3 separate regions of the Mus musculus genome follow, and regions 1 and 3 are each linked to region 2. A link is a contact called in public Hi-C and promoter capture Hi-C data. All regions are on one chromosome and are shown on one strand. Each heading gives the region's core, a stretch centred on a gene start, on an enhancer-like site or on the middle of the called end of the contact. The rest is flanking DNA. Distances are from core to core; before and after follow the strand shown. Region 1 holds the start of Rab14 (RAB14, member RAS oncogene family). Region 2 holds the start of Hc (hemolytic complement). Region 3 holds the start of Phf19 (PHD finger protein 19).

The links. Promoter capture Hi-C pulls out the DNA fragments that hold promoters and counts their contacts. A called contact is a pair of places that touch in the nucleus more often than the background predicts.
Region 1: a Hi-C map of liver shows a contact between it and region 2, with 2.2 times the contacts expected there. The contact joins the promoter of Rab14 here to the promoter of Hc in region 2. A contact is called at or near these places in 2 of 39 promoter capture datasets (embryonic stem cells and stem cell-derived epiblast-like cells), 1 of 484 Hi-C or Micro-C datasets (liver), 1 of 115 datasets of contacts at active chromatin or transcription factors (pancreatic cancer cells) and 1 of 9 other capture datasets (adipose tissue).
Region 3: a promoter capture Hi-C map of neural stem cells shows a contact between it and region 2. The contact joins the promoter of Phf19 here to the promoter of Hc in region 2. A contact is called at or near these places in 14 of 39 promoter capture datasets (the 3T3-L1 cell line, 3T3-L1-derived adipocytes, the C10 cell line and 9 more), 4 of 115 datasets of contacts at active chromatin or transcription factors (bone marrow-derived macrophages, craniofacial prominence, large pre-B cells and 1 more) and 3 of 9 other capture datasets (adipose tissue, liver and pancreatic islet).

The regions. Positions count from the first base shown.
Region 1 is chr2:35,197,923-35,202,968 of GRCm38.p6, reverse strand. Rab14 (RAB14, member RAS oncogene family) reads left to right here and starts at 1,849. Exons shown (of 8, transcript NM_026697.4): 1 at 1,849-2,209.
Region 2 is chr2:35,057,866-35,062,816 of GRCm38.p6, reverse strand. It overlaps Hc (hemolytic complement), which reads left to right and starts at 1,405. Exons shown (of 41, transcript NM_010406.3): 1 at 1,405-1,498. The coding sequence starts at 1,434.
Region 3 is chr2:34,911,401-34,915,811 of GRCm38.p6, reverse strand. It overlaps Phf19 (PHD finger protein 19), which reads left to right and starts at 1,836. Exons shown (of 15, transcript NM_028716.4): 1 at 1,836-1,871; 2 at 4,010-4,195. The coding sequence starts at 4,016.

The DNA of each region.
Region 1 (5,046 bases), core at 600-3,099, 140 kb before region 2:
AAAGTGACCACTAGTGACACAGTCAACACTAGGCTATCTTGAAATCTCCTCTTCCAAGGCCATTAATTCATTAATTCTTCAATTTATCCTCCAGGAATTTTTAGGACAAAGTGGCCATATTCTTTGTCAAAATATCACAAGGATGGCCTCTAGGCCACTCATTATTCCCCTCTGAAATATCTTGAGTAGGTTCCTATTCAAATTGCCCTCGGCACTGTCTTCCATGTTCCTACCAGGATGGCATATTAAGCCCCACTTAAAATCTCCAATGCTTTTTCTAGTCCAAAGTCCCAGTTGTTTCCATATTCCTCCAACAAATGGAATGGTCATGACTGTCACACAACACCCCAGTCCATGGCACCAATTTCTATCTTATATATGTCATATGGGGCCCATTCTTATTTAAACCACCACAATGAATTAAACCACTGACCTCCAGGACTGGAAGAGAGTACCTTATGCTTATCAAATAATAATAGTCCCCATTCAAGGTATTATATGCCAGGAATTTTGTATGCATTGTCTATTTAATTTTAACAAGAAAGATAGGAATTAGATATCACATCCTTACTTTGGAGAAAAGTCTGAGGACCTGAGAAAGTAAATGACATGTATAAAACTGTTGTCTGTATCATGTATTTATCAAAACAAGAGATTTTCAAACTGCTATGTATTTTTCTAATGACATCTCACTTTCCTAAGGCAGAACCAGTTTACAACGAAAGGTTTTAAACGCTTAGAATTGCGACTTTTCTTTGGGGGTTCTGGAAAGGGCCATTTTATCCACTAGGCATGGTAGGGATAATGGTTACAGTCCATAGTCCCTTCAGAGACACACAAGATATGTACCAAATCCTTTAAAATCATGGGGGGAAACCTGGGTGTGATGGTGCATGTCTTTAACCATAACACGGGAATACAGAGACTGGCAAATCTCTGCAAGTTAGAGGCCACCCTGATTCACATAGTGAGTTCCAGGGGAACCAGAAGTACATACTGAAATCCTGTATTGAACCCCACTCCACTCCTCAAAAAAAATCAGGAGAAAAAAGGTCAACTTCTATGCTGAAAAAAAAAATTGCTTTGCTTTGCGTTATTAACATATCCATCCTTGTGGCAATGTAATTGTAAAATATAAATTAAACGTAAATGTAAGATAAATAACGTAAATGTCAAATAAATAATAAGATAAAAAAAGGAAATGTAAGATAAACGTAAATGTAAGATAAGTAAATCCACATCCAGGTTCTACAAGGCAAAAAGACGAAAGACCAAGAAAGTGAAACTGTTGCTTTCACCAAGGTGTCTTGGGAAGGTGGGAGTGGGAAGTGTCTTGGGAAGGTGGGAGTAAAAATGTCAAGTTTCCCTCTTCCTGTTGCTGGTGTCCGCAAAGCAAGGTTAAGCTAGACAAAGATGAAACACAAGAAAGGGCCACCTCCTAGCTACATGATTATACAAATGGGTTGGTCAATGTGAACCACCCTTTTGCCTCTGATGGCACGAGAAGCGTCTCTGGGTGTTGGCCAGCCTTGTTCCTACTAGTCTCCAATTGGTCTGTAAATGTTGAATAAATGCAGTAAATACGTGTGTGTTCCAGAAGCCGGTATACAGAGGCGGCCCAGTGATAAGCAGTTACGCGTATTAAAAATAGTTAGGTCTCTAACGGCGACAATTCTGGACAGACACTGTCAACCCTTAGAAAACAGCGTGCGAACCTGCGCAGTAACTCCGCCGGGAGGCGTGGCACACGACTACGCTTGCGCAGGCTCCTTTCCCCGCCTCCTTCAGGCGTGAGGACCAGTGGGGGCGGGCCGAGGCCGAGGCGGGTCTACTCCGGAGGGGCGAACTGACGAAGGGGCGTGGCCGTCAGGTTAGTCTCCACCACCCTCTTCCGGGCTCCGCTGGCTGCGCGCGCATCCTCCCCCCTTCTTTTGTGGTCCGGCCCATTGCGAGGGTGACAGGAAACCCTGTGCAGGGAGCGCCGCCATCTTGGGCCAGCCCGAGGAAGATCCTGAGGGAGCCGCAGGAGCAGCCGCCGCCGCCACCGCGACTGCCACCCGAGTGTCTGCAACCTCCGGCCAGCCCGCCTACCTGCCAGGGCCTCGGCTGACGGATTCCGGCCTCCCTCCCGCCGCGTCCGCCCTCCGCTTCCTCGTCCTGACGTCCCCCTCCCGTCCGGAAAGCTGCCCAGCCACCAGCAACCCCCCAGGTAACCAAGGCCTTCCGCAGGGGCCGCCGGAGCCAGCCTCCCAGCCCGGCCCTTCCAAGGGGCGGAGGCGAGCCGAGAGGTAGGCGGGCGGCGTCCCGGGCTGGGCCCCGCAGGCCGCGGCCAGCCCGGGGGTCGGCGGAGGGCGCCGGCCTGACAGGACTCCGCGGGGCGAGCTGTCGCCCGCGCCGTCCCGGGCGGCTCGCGCTCCCTGCCCGCAGCCGGGCTCCGAGGCGTGCAGGGAGGGTGTGTTCCCACCTCATCCGTCCGACCTGCGGGGCACAGCCGCGGCCTCCGCAGGCCCGAGTCTCGCCGCCTTTGCCCGCGGCTGTAGAACACCCCCGCAGTGTTGCCCCACGCGTGGCGCGCCGGCCTGCCACCCACGAGCCCCCAGCCGTGGCAGTCCCACCCTACAGGGCCTCAACAAAAGGCAGCGCTTCGGCGTCTCGGGCTGGCTCCCGTGTCCTTGTAAGCCACCGCTCTGTCGTCCCGGCTGAGGATTGGGCGTGTGGGACTGTGCGCGAGGTTCTCCGAATCCCTGTAAAGTCCCTGGCCAGCCTGCACTGGTTGGAACCTAGACAGCATCTAGAAAGAACGAAGGGAAAAAGTTTGGGCATCTCGAGAATTTGAGAAAAGACGATGGAACGGGAACGCTAAAACTCCAGTGTGTGCCAGACACGGGTTTAGGTGTCTTCACACATAGCTTGCTTGCTTCGAGTGCCTTTTGAGAGTTTTCCGCATTTTTTTAATAAGGGGCGAGGGACGGACCGAAGCCAGAAGTTGTCCTGTAGCTGAGTAATGATGGAACACAAATGATGGCTTCTCCCTATCCTGGCTGGTATGTTTTGTACTACAGTACATTCCACGAGGGCTGAGATACACAATACTGGATCGGTTCAGAGAGGAGACAACTGAATTCCATTTTCTCTCCATTCACACTGGGTGAGAACTGATAAGACCCAAAATCTATCATGTCAGCTGCTACTCTGGCAAATGCTCCTTGGAGGAGAGGTGGTGGTAGCATGTCCTCCGTATTTGTGAAGAAAGCTATGTTCTTGGTGGCTGCACAGCCAAGTATGGAAATTCTTGGAAAGTTTACTGGTCATGACATGTTGTTTCAATTACCTTTTATGTAAATGTGATTGTTGAGTACAAATTTGACCCATTAATAATGCAGCTTCCTCTTTTCCCTTCCCTGCAGCAGGCGATTATCTCGGGAATTCAGTGTAACTAGGAAATGGCAGAACCCAAGGCACAAAACCTTAGCCTACACGCTTTCGTGCATGGTCAAGTAAAATCGCCCAAACCATACCTACATGTTAGTTACTGAATTGATCCTAACCAAGTTAGCTAACCTCCCAGACTCAGTGTCCTTATAAATTGTGCCCACATTTCAGGGTCATTTTAAGGATTAACTAGAATTAAAGAAAGCTCAGGTTTGACATGCAAGTTGCCTGTAGTTTTGCTAGCCATATAATGGGTGTTTAATATCTGTTGGACAAGTACTGTCGAAGTAGACTCTGGCTTAATCTTACCTGCCCATTTAGTAGTATATAACCATCAGTAAATCACTTCTGACCCGGTTTCCTAACTTGTAAAATGAATTTTTAGGGTTAGAAATTGTTTATAAAGTAGCTAGTTTATATTAGGGGCTCAGTAAGTGGAGTTATTGTAAAGGTGTAAAAACCTTAGATTATAATTGCTATTGAAAATTCCTTGGAATTAAGGCTTTTTAAAAAAATTTGCTTTATATTTTTCATGTTAAATTGTATATTTGTAAACTTAAGCTTTGCAACAGAGCTTGAAAATTTCTTGCAGCCAGGTTTTATAGGTCTTATTTGCATACTCTTAGCAAGACTTGTAAGATAAAAATGTTCAAACTATAGCTCTCGAGGTGTTTATGACATTAAAAACGTTAGCAATGTGGGCCTGGCAAGATGGCTCAGTAGGTAAAGTCTTTTGCTGCCACGCTGACAACCAGACTTAGATTCTGGAACCCACCCAGAAGGAGGAGAGAAAGGATTCATGCTAGTTATTCTCTCTAATATCTACATGTGTGCCACATGTGCACACATACAGTCATACACAAGTATTTTAAAAGTATGCAGGAGACAAATTATTATTAATATTAAGTTATACTATATTTCAAACTTTTTAAAGTTTGCAAAATAAAGCATCAGTATAGTGAGCATTAATACTGTATTACTGATCAGTGTCTGCAGTGAACAGTCTTGGTCTATCTCTACACTGCTCCTACCAAACTCACCTGGGTCTGAGACAAGTCATTAGTAAGCTTTTACTAATTCTTTCAAGTGCAGGTACCATTGTTTTGTTGTTGTTGTTGTTAAATACTTTTATGGAAATCAGAAAACAGATTTGGGAGTACTTCATTTCTTATTCATAGCACACTATCATTAGTGGGAAGGTTTTGTCTTTCTCTGTGGACATTGTTAAGCAGTCTGGTATTTTAAATTTTTTATTACATTAATTTACACAAAAGTGTAATCTTAAGTGAGTTATGAAAAGTTGGTTTCAGAAATGGGCAGGTTATTTTCCAAGGTTGTATTTCTATTATGGAAAGAAAATTGACCATTTGGATTAGATTGATTATTCGATTAATTATAGAAGTTTCCTGTCCACCTGACTAACATGTGGCATAGAATTCCAGTTCAGGGGCCTCTAAGCAAGGATGCACCCATTCTTGAGTTCCATGAAGGTAGAGACAATGTTACTCCCTTTTTGATTATTGTTAAAACCTTTCAACATTGTTTGTGATTAGTAGATGTGGGGTATTTTTATGTTGTTGGTGTTTAATCACAAAAGTAGTCTGGTCTCCAGTG
Region 2 (4,951 bases), core at 156-2,655:
ATGAGCATGAAACATAATAATAAATTTAATTAAAAATCTTAAAGTTATCTTTTGCTTAATTATACTTAATTATAAATGAGGCATGAAGATCAGCTGTTGTGAGGTCTAGTTGTGTATGCTTCTAATCCCAGCACTTGGGGGACAGGGGCAAACAGATCTCTATGAGTTCGAGGCCAGCCTGGTCTATATCTATACAGTAAATTCCAGGACAGCCAGGCCTGGGTAGAGAAACCCTGTCTCTGAACACCAAAATTTTTAAAAAGAAAGAAAGAAAACAAACTGTCATAGGAAATACTACTGATTTTTGTTCATATTAAGTTCTTGTATTAAGCTATTGAAATCCTCAATGAAAAACATAAATACTTTGAATAAAATATTCTATTACTGATTGTATGTGAATTTTGGAAGAGTGACATGTGAATTTATAGACAGACACACATCCAAGTGTCTGGTTAGGGAATGACATGAGCATCTCGCCGGGATTTCCATCTACCTTTTTCCATCCAATGACCCGTTCCTTCTCTAGACTGGTGTGGATCCCTCTGCAGACCAGTACCGAGGATGCTACTATCATTTCTCTAAGTTAGACTCATTCATTCTAAAACCATCCATTTAAAATGAAATCCCAGCCAGGCCTGGTGGCGCACACCTTTAATCCCAGCACTCGGGAGGCAAAGGCAGGCAAATTTTTGAGTTCAAGGCCAGCCTGGTCTACAAAGTGAGTTCCAGGACAGCCAGGGCTATACAGAGAAACCCTGTCTCAAAAAAAAAAAAAGAAAGAAAGAAAGAGAGAGAGAGAGAGAGGAGAAGAGAAGAGAAGAGAAGAGAAGAGAAGAGAAGAGAAGAGAAGAGAAGAGAAGAGAAGAGAGAAAAGAAGAGAAGAGAAAAGAAGAGAAGAGAAGAGAAGAGAAGAGAAGAGAAGAGAAGAGAAGAGAAGAGAAGAGAAGAGAAGAGAAGAGAAGAGAAGAGAAGAGAAAAGAGAAAAGAAATCCCAGGGAGTCAGTCTCCAGTCAACCTCAGGAACAAATGGAACCTACCAGAAGCAAGTTCAAAGGTGTCATGAACCATCTTGAAGGTGACAAAAGAAAGCCAGAGCCAAAGTGACTCCTGGCTGCCGGCACTGAGCCTTCACGGGGGCAGGCACCCACATGAGAGTCCTTTTACGTATAAAAGTAAGTCTTTGGGTTTAAATTAATGTTAAATACCCCCATCTTTATTACTGGACATGATAGGATGTTAAAACATATTTTATGTTCATTAAAACACCCTCTTTTGTCCATTTCTGAGTTTAGCTTTCTCACTTAAAAGATCTTTTTCTCTGACATTAATAATTAACCGGAGAACTAATTTATCCAAACTCTTCAAACTCAGTTTATTTAAAAGGAAAGTGGTTACAGGGAGGCCATGCCCATGGGTTTATGCCGCTACCAGCCATGGGTCTTTGGGGAATACTTTGTCTTTTAATTTTCCTGGACAAAACTTGGGGACAGGAACAAACGTAAGTAAACCGAGCCATCTTCATTTTCCCAGGCACCTTAGTTACAGTGAGTGAGAAGGAGGTTCATAGGGCTGGGCTAACTTGAAAATAACTGTCCCCTTCTGAAATAGTAAATGGATAGCCTCAGCTCCACACGAGAAAGCTGTGGAAGGGAATTGATTTGCTGAGGAGCTAACAGCTCGACCGTTTCTGTGGGACAGCCACCTATAAAAACGACAGAAATGACTGTTCACTTTCCTGTTCAGCAGAAAGCAAAAGCAAGATCCATCAGCTTCTTGGCATTCATCACTTCCTTATCCTTAACACTCAGTTCTCGCTTTCTGGGTCTAAGTGCAGTGAAGCCCTGGTAACGCATATGGCAGTCTTATAAATCAAATCATTACTGACCACAACTTTAATTAATGCTATATTAGATTACTTTATAGTGGTTACTGAAGCATTCCCAACTAAGGGATCAAATTCAAAACTGTGGTTGTAATACTCCTATATTCATGACCCAATTTGTCATATAATTTCATTGTTATCAAAATCTTGTGCTTTTCAACAGTGATTGTTGTGTATACAAACATCTTAGTATTGGAAGTTAACTGAACACTACCTCACTGAACCCTATCTATCTATCTATCTATCTATCTATCTATCTATCTATCTATCTATCTATCTATCTATCTATCCATCTATCTATCTGACTGTCTGTCTGTCTGTCTGTCTATCTATCTAAAGATGAGGTTTTGCTGTGTTGTCTAGACCTGTCTTGAAGCATATGCCCTCATAAATCTCCGGCATCAGAGCCCTGGCTAGTTGGTACTACAAGTGTTTGCTAATATGCTGAGCCTACTCAGTCCACATATGATGACAAGCCCAGACAGGAAAGGTGACTGGCCAAAGGTCACCTTGATAGAGAGAGGAATTTTACCGAGGTGTCCTGTTCCCGCTTCAGTTCCTCCTCGACTTCAACAGAAATGCATCTGTAGACAGGCAAATGGAAGGACAGGATAAACAGGTGCCATAAGCAACCGCACATGTCCACTCTGAGATTTGATCACAAGGCCACAGTCACTCCGTTACCTTAGCTTCTTTTATTTATTACTTTTAACAGATAAGCTCAGGGAGATCAAGATTAAACATCAGAACCCAGGCCCTTGTGATCTGCGTCCTGAGTGAATTCTTCCTGGCCCTTATACAAAAGCATCTCCTCGCGTTCTCTGAAAACATGAGCAAGGATACGGTTTACATCACAGTGCTTAATTGCTTGGTGGTTCAGCAAAAATATTTGAACCTCATTCTAGTTAGCTTTCTTACCATTGAGACAAAATACAGGATAGGAGCAATTTAAAAGAGGAATTTGTTTCATTTCACAAAGATTTCAGAGCCATCACTTACTGGAAGGGTGTGATAGACAGGGCAGTTCCTGATGGGGCAGCTCAGAAATAGAGAGAGAATGCGTGCCCTCAAGAGGCCACCCCCTTCTCTTTGCATGTGATCCCTTGGTCTATGGCATGTTGTCATTACCCATATTCAAGGTATGTGGATGGCAGTCCTTAGTTAATTAATTCTCTCTGAAAACAACTCATAGACACAACTGGCCAGATGTGCTTTATTACTGGGCCTTGAGACATTTTTCAGTCCAAGAAAGATGATGCCCTGAACAACTTCCTTGTAATAGGTTCTTCAGGTAGGAGAAGAGCTTGTATTCTAGATAAAGAAGCAGAAAATGAATGAATGACCCAATGAAAGAATGAATAAGTAAGGACAGGTAGCTTTAGTATTATGAAGAACAAATGAGAGAGTACAGAAGCCAAGGGGCCATTGTTTTAAAGCAACACCAGGAAAGGACCTTTTACAAATGTCATATGCAAATGGAACCAGAAGGAAATAGGAGGATGCTGTGCAAATGTCTGCAGAAAATAGAAACAACCCGAGTAATATCCCTGCCTGTGCCAGTTCACTGGCCTGAGCTTCTGAGAGTGTGGAAAAATATGCAAGGTGAAATTTCTTCCTAGACACAGGCTGCTGCATCCATACGGACCAGCTTATATGGAGGGAAGTTCTGCTGCCAATGTTTTAAAACATTTATGTATTTATTTGTCTATGTGTGTATGGGAGAGGTGTAGGCATGCCCATTACACAACAGACATGTGGAACTCAGAGACACCTAATTGTCAAGTCTCTCCTTCCACTATGTGGGTTCCCAGAACCAAAGTCAGCCCATCAGTTGGTGGCAACCCTCTTTACCTTCTGAGCTCTCTTGATAGCTTGCAGAAAGATTGTGTGTGTGTGTGTGTGTGTGTGTGTGTGTGTGTGTGTGTGTAGAGGCTGGAAGAAAATTTTACTAATTTCAAAACTCTTGATTCAGTTTAGGACAGCTATTGAGAGTCTTAATTCTAGAAACAGACTATATAAATTCAGTCAGATTATTTAAAGATCTTAATCCTTAACAAACTAATATCTTCATTACGAAAGATCTAGTGATTTTTGTGGCTTTAAAAATGTCCTAATGTCATTAGAAGCTTGCAATGATTCTTAGGTGGTGTGTGGGGAGGGGTGCACCCTGAGCCTGTGAGAGACTTAATTTTTGGGGTTAGCATATTTATTTTCCTATGTACTCACATATGCAGCTCTCACTATTCAAACTTAATGTTCTTGTAATGAGTTGTTAATAAACTCATGTGCACTTCTAAGTTAACAGAACACTCTTTAGAACCGTGTTTCAAAAGCTTGCATAAAGGAAGTTCCCTTCTTGTATCAATTGCATGGGGAAAACAAGAGGACAATCTATGGTTGACCAACAGTTGAACTGTTGCCCTCAGTGACACATAGGAACCGAACCAGACCTGGATGCAAAGTCCCATCTCAGTCATTTATAAGCCAAGTGACCTTGAGCAAATTAAGCTCTGATTATGCATAAAATGAGGATAGCTCTGCAGTCTAAATCATCTACCTCTTGTAGAGGTTAAGAATTCTGGGTAAAGTGCTAACTAGCAGATACCCCAGCATCTGACGACACCCCGAGTCTGCTGTTACTGTTAGCATCACTGTTGTATGTTATTACTGTCACTATCATTTTTTAGCCCTTGAAAAACCTCCATTACTACTTCTACAGATGCCCACAGTGGTCTTGCATTCTATCCTTGTCTGTAGTTACCTATCAGTATAAGATATTTCAATGATTCCCTCCGGTTAACTGGTTTGTGATTCATGTCTCAGACTAGTGACTTTACTTTGGTTGTTCTGCTCACAGATGGGAAGTCTACCATTCACTGCTTTGTGCCTATGCTAAAATCTTCCTGGCCTAGAAATAAAAATGACCAAGTTTTGTGTTTTAGTCAGCACCATCAAATCCTCCTTGGGTGCAGCATCCCGGGGAGGTTCCACTGCGGTCTTTCTAAGTGTAAACCAACCTCTTAACTGTTGCTTAGGTTTTATTACACCCTGTTCCTTCTTGGAAAACTT
Region 3 (4,411 bases), core at 587-3,086, 150 kb after region 2:
CTGCTCCTTCTTGAGCCTATGTTAACCTCTCTCTAGGCCACGGCCCCGTGAGGCAGAGTAGTGTTGCCCCCGCTTTGGAACAGATAGGACGGGGTATATAAATAAACCTTGGGGGCTAGCTTACCCACAATCCCCCTGCTCAGAGGCAGAACTGGCCTCATAGCAACAATTCCCTAATTCCATGCTAAAGACCTTTTTTATATAAAAGTGTTACCCCTGTACTGGCTGCCTCACCAGATTGCAGGCCCCATTTCTCTTACTTGCCTTTGTGCCCAAAGCCAGTTGTAGCCCTACACAAGAGAACAGTGGATGAATACAGACTAGACAAAGCACGGTATTTACCTTCTGCCCACCCATGGGGTGACAGGGACTTTGCATACAGTGCCTCTAACCTTCCCAACAGCTGGACAACTAAAGTGACACACTCAATCTCACATCCAGGAATAGGTGGCGCCAGCCTGTGAGTTACAAAGCCAGGCTTGCTCTGTTGTCTCTGTCCCTGGAATCCTAAAGGTGCCTCTGGCCAGCCTAGAGGCTCATGACAGAGCTTCCTGTACAGAGAAGGGTTATCTCTGCAGAAAGTGGTGTGCAGCTATGCCTTCCTGGGCTGGAAGAGCCTGTCTGGTGGGGCTGCTACCAACTTCCTTTCCAGGCTCAGCCAGATTCTGCTGTGGGTCAAATCCTCAGGAGGAGCAGTAAGACCCAGAAGTAAAGGGGAATGTGGGCATGTGGAAGAGGACTCCTGTATCTCAAACTGAGGGGGCAGACAGGAGCTGCAGGCCAGACTGCCCACACCCCAGGGAGCAGAGGGCCAATGTGAACCCTGAAAAATGAACAGGGAAGGCTCTAGGAGGAAAGAGCACACCAGGAATGCACTCATCCCAGCAGGGTGTGTCTGCAGGGAGCCATTCGAGCAGGTGCAGTGGGCAGTCCAGATTGAAAGCAGGGATGCAGGTAGGGGGTGTTGACCGACACTATCTCAAGCTCTGGCGCCAAGAGTGCGTCTGGTTCAGGACACTCTGGTTTTTTTCTCCTGGAGGGAGATCTTATCTGATTGGAGCCCTATCCACAAGATCTGTCTTAAGCTTGCCCTTTTCATATTTGCCGTGTTTGTGCACATGGTCTGTGTGACTATCTCTTTTACACTGTTAACTCTACAGTGCGTGACTGGCATACTCGAGTGGGTCTTGTGGTCACTGTGTCGGGGCTCTATGTTGCTGACTTGTGTATGCCTTGCACGTGGTTTCGCGGGAGTCTATGCTGAGGGCAGTGTCATTTGAGTGTTGTGACTTATGGCACACATATATATGTGGTGTGTGTCCTGTGTCTGATTCTCTTAGGCTTTTCCTGGTCTCCAAGGAGTAGTGTGGAATGTTGGTTCTGTAAGATCAAGGTGCTGGGAGACCAACCCGGGTCGTGAAGGGTCTGGGTGTAGTAGCTGTGTGCGTGTGGTGTGCGTACGCTCGCCCAGCCGTGGTTCTGTACAGCTGTGTTTCCGCGTGTGCCCGCTGGACTCGCTGCGCGGGGGCGGCCCCGGGAGACGCTGCGGGGCCCCGCCAGCCGCGGGCTCCAATGGCAAAGCCGGTGCGGCCCCTGCTAATTACATAAGCGGGGACGTCAATAATTCGCGGGAAAACGCGAAAAAGATGGCGCCCCGCGCCCGGGGGGCCCCTTCCTGAGCTCACCGGCCCCTCCCTCCCCGCGTCCCCTCCTCCCCGCGGCGCCCCCGCCCCGCCCCGCCCCCGCCGAGACCCCTACCCCGGCCCCAGGGGCGGACACTCGGCCAGGCAGCCCTGGGCCGAGCGCACCGCCGCCGCCGATGTGCCTGGTGGCCAGACTCCAAGTGGGACCGGCTGACGCGCTGCCTCGCGGTAAGTCCCGCGCTGCGGGCGCCCCGGGAGTGTCCGCGTTTCACGCTTTAATCCCTGCACACGACCCCTCTCCTAGAAACCTAGATTGAGCCCTAGGATCCCCGGGCGGGGGCTGGAGGCTGCGCGCTTGTGGGATGGGGATAGAGATGGAGCCCGAGCGGTACCCTCAGGGCAGCGGGAGTCCCAGCCACAATCCCAACGCTGGCCAGGGTGTGGGTGACAGGTCTCCGTTTGTGGCCGTGTGCCTTTTCTTTTCCATTTAAAGCTATGGAGAGGAGGATAGGCAGGACATTTGGGATTTTGCTCACGTCCAAAGTAAGGCACGATCGGCTGGGAGCGGGAGAAAGTTTGCAATTAGAGCAACTGAGGAAAGGAGTGCCTGAAGCTGAAGGGGACACTTTCTGCAAGCTATCCTCCCCCCTGAACACCCTTTTAAAAAGCCAACGGCCGCCCTGGAGAGGCCTCGGCGCATGAATCATGCGCGCTTCCTGCCCCCGCCCGGCCCCGCGCGCCCAGTGCCGCGGATTTGAACTGGACTCCGACGGGAACCCGCAAACAAGCATTTCTGTGCCGATGGGTTTGAATCAGCCAATCACAGCCCTCGGGGGCCCTCTCCAGGAGGATGGAGGCGGGATGGGGGGGCCACCACCCGGGGGCCCAGCACGGCCTCGGGGGCGCAGCGACCCGGCTTGCCCCCAAAAGCTCAGTGGGGGAGGAAATGTCAGTTTGTGAACCTGCTGAGGCCGGCCGGCCCTGCGGTACTCCAGGCCCAAGCAAGCAGGGACCTCCCAGCTCCCAAAGAGCCAAGTGCCAGGGAAGAGGGCAAAAGTTCTGACTACAGCCCACACCTGGTGCTTGTGCCTCTGCCCTGGAATAAAAGACAGGAGGGAGAGAAGGCAAGAGGAGCTTTACTCCCATCATCGGGAGACCCAAGACCCTGACTATGCCCTGCCGCCCCAGGCCCCTCATATGTCCACGTGTATTTAGTTTTACGTATAGGACTAGCACATTGCCAGACTAACCTTCTCTGAAGAGGCACTCACATGGAAACACACCCAGAGCTGTCTTCTTGTGGGCTGGCAGGGCACCAGGTGCCCAACACCTAGGCAGAGGGAGAGACCCTGAGCAGGAGCGCCCCCACCATCCCCACACACGGCAAGCTGTGTTTGACCTTAGAGTGTATGTATGTGGAGGAATGTGATGCCAGGTGAGCCCCCCGGAGGGGAGAAAGCAATAATGCTGGCCACTCCTGAAGGTTTGGGAAGCCACAAACCTTCTGGAAGATTCCTGGAGGGAAGCTGGGTGTCCTGAGACTCCCCGTACCAGGTGCCAGCCAGTAGTAGCAAGCGACAGGCTCAGGAAAATAGGCTTGGAAAAGATGAATGAAATAATTGATGAAGAAAACTGAGACAGAGTTGGAAGCAGAATACGCTGGGGAATTGGGCAGGATGCTCCAACCATTCTAGGGTGGAGATTTGGAGATTCTCAGGCCACTGCACCAGGAGCCACTGTGGCAGGGAAGCGAAAGGCAGCACTTCAATGAGATGGGGGAGAGCCAGATGTGTTAGGTGCAATGGGAATGGCTTAGCTGCTGTGGGCAGATGTGCTTCAGACAGGTTTAAATGCCCCAGACTGGTTCCCATGAAGTCATCAGTTAATTGAGAATAGAAAGGGGAATTACAAAAGGAGGGCATGTAGCTATGTCACACGGTTCCCATGCCACCTCAAAAGTTTTCAGTACTAGGTGGGCCTTTCTCTGAACACATTTTAGGGGAAACATAACATCTTAAGTGCTTGCATCCTCAGAACTGGCCCACATATGGGACAAAGCCTCAGCCTCCTGGACTCGTAGTGGGGTTCAGATCCATGGGTCCTTTGCGCCAGGCACAGTGGGAAGATTCACTCTCTTAGAAGCAGCTAGGTATGGTATAGAGCCACCTTGACTCCTTGTGAGCCATGGCCCTGCCTCTGGGTCATCGGCCACTTCTCCTTGCGTCTCCTGTTTCCCTATCCCTAGAATGAGATAATAATGTCTCCCTCCCAGAGTTGTCCTGTCAATAAATGCATTTGAGAGCCTTACAGAATTTCAGGAGCAGGTGGCAAGATAAACATTGTTCTTTCTTCTCCGATGTCAGCAGAAGCTAATGGAGACTCAAGCTCTGGAACCAGGGACTCTGGAAGCCTTTGGTGCCACCAGTCCTAACAAGGGGGGCCTGTCTAAGACCAAAAAGAACTTCAAAGACTTGATGTCTAAGGTGACAGAGGGACAGTTCGTGCTATGCAGGTGGACAGACGGGCTATATTACCTTGGCAAGATCAAGCGGGTGAGTCTGCTCTGGTCCTTGGGCCCAGGTTCATGTGTCTTTCTGCTCATCCCTTTTTATCCCTCATGCCTGGAAACTGGAAGTGGAAGGGAACAGAGCTGTCCTCAGGGGCAATGTGGCCCAGCAGGTTCTTCAGAGAACTTAAGCAAGCATCAGACTGGACAGGGTACAGAAGACTCTCTGGCCTGCTCTTCTGTCCTTAAAAGCAGCCCCATT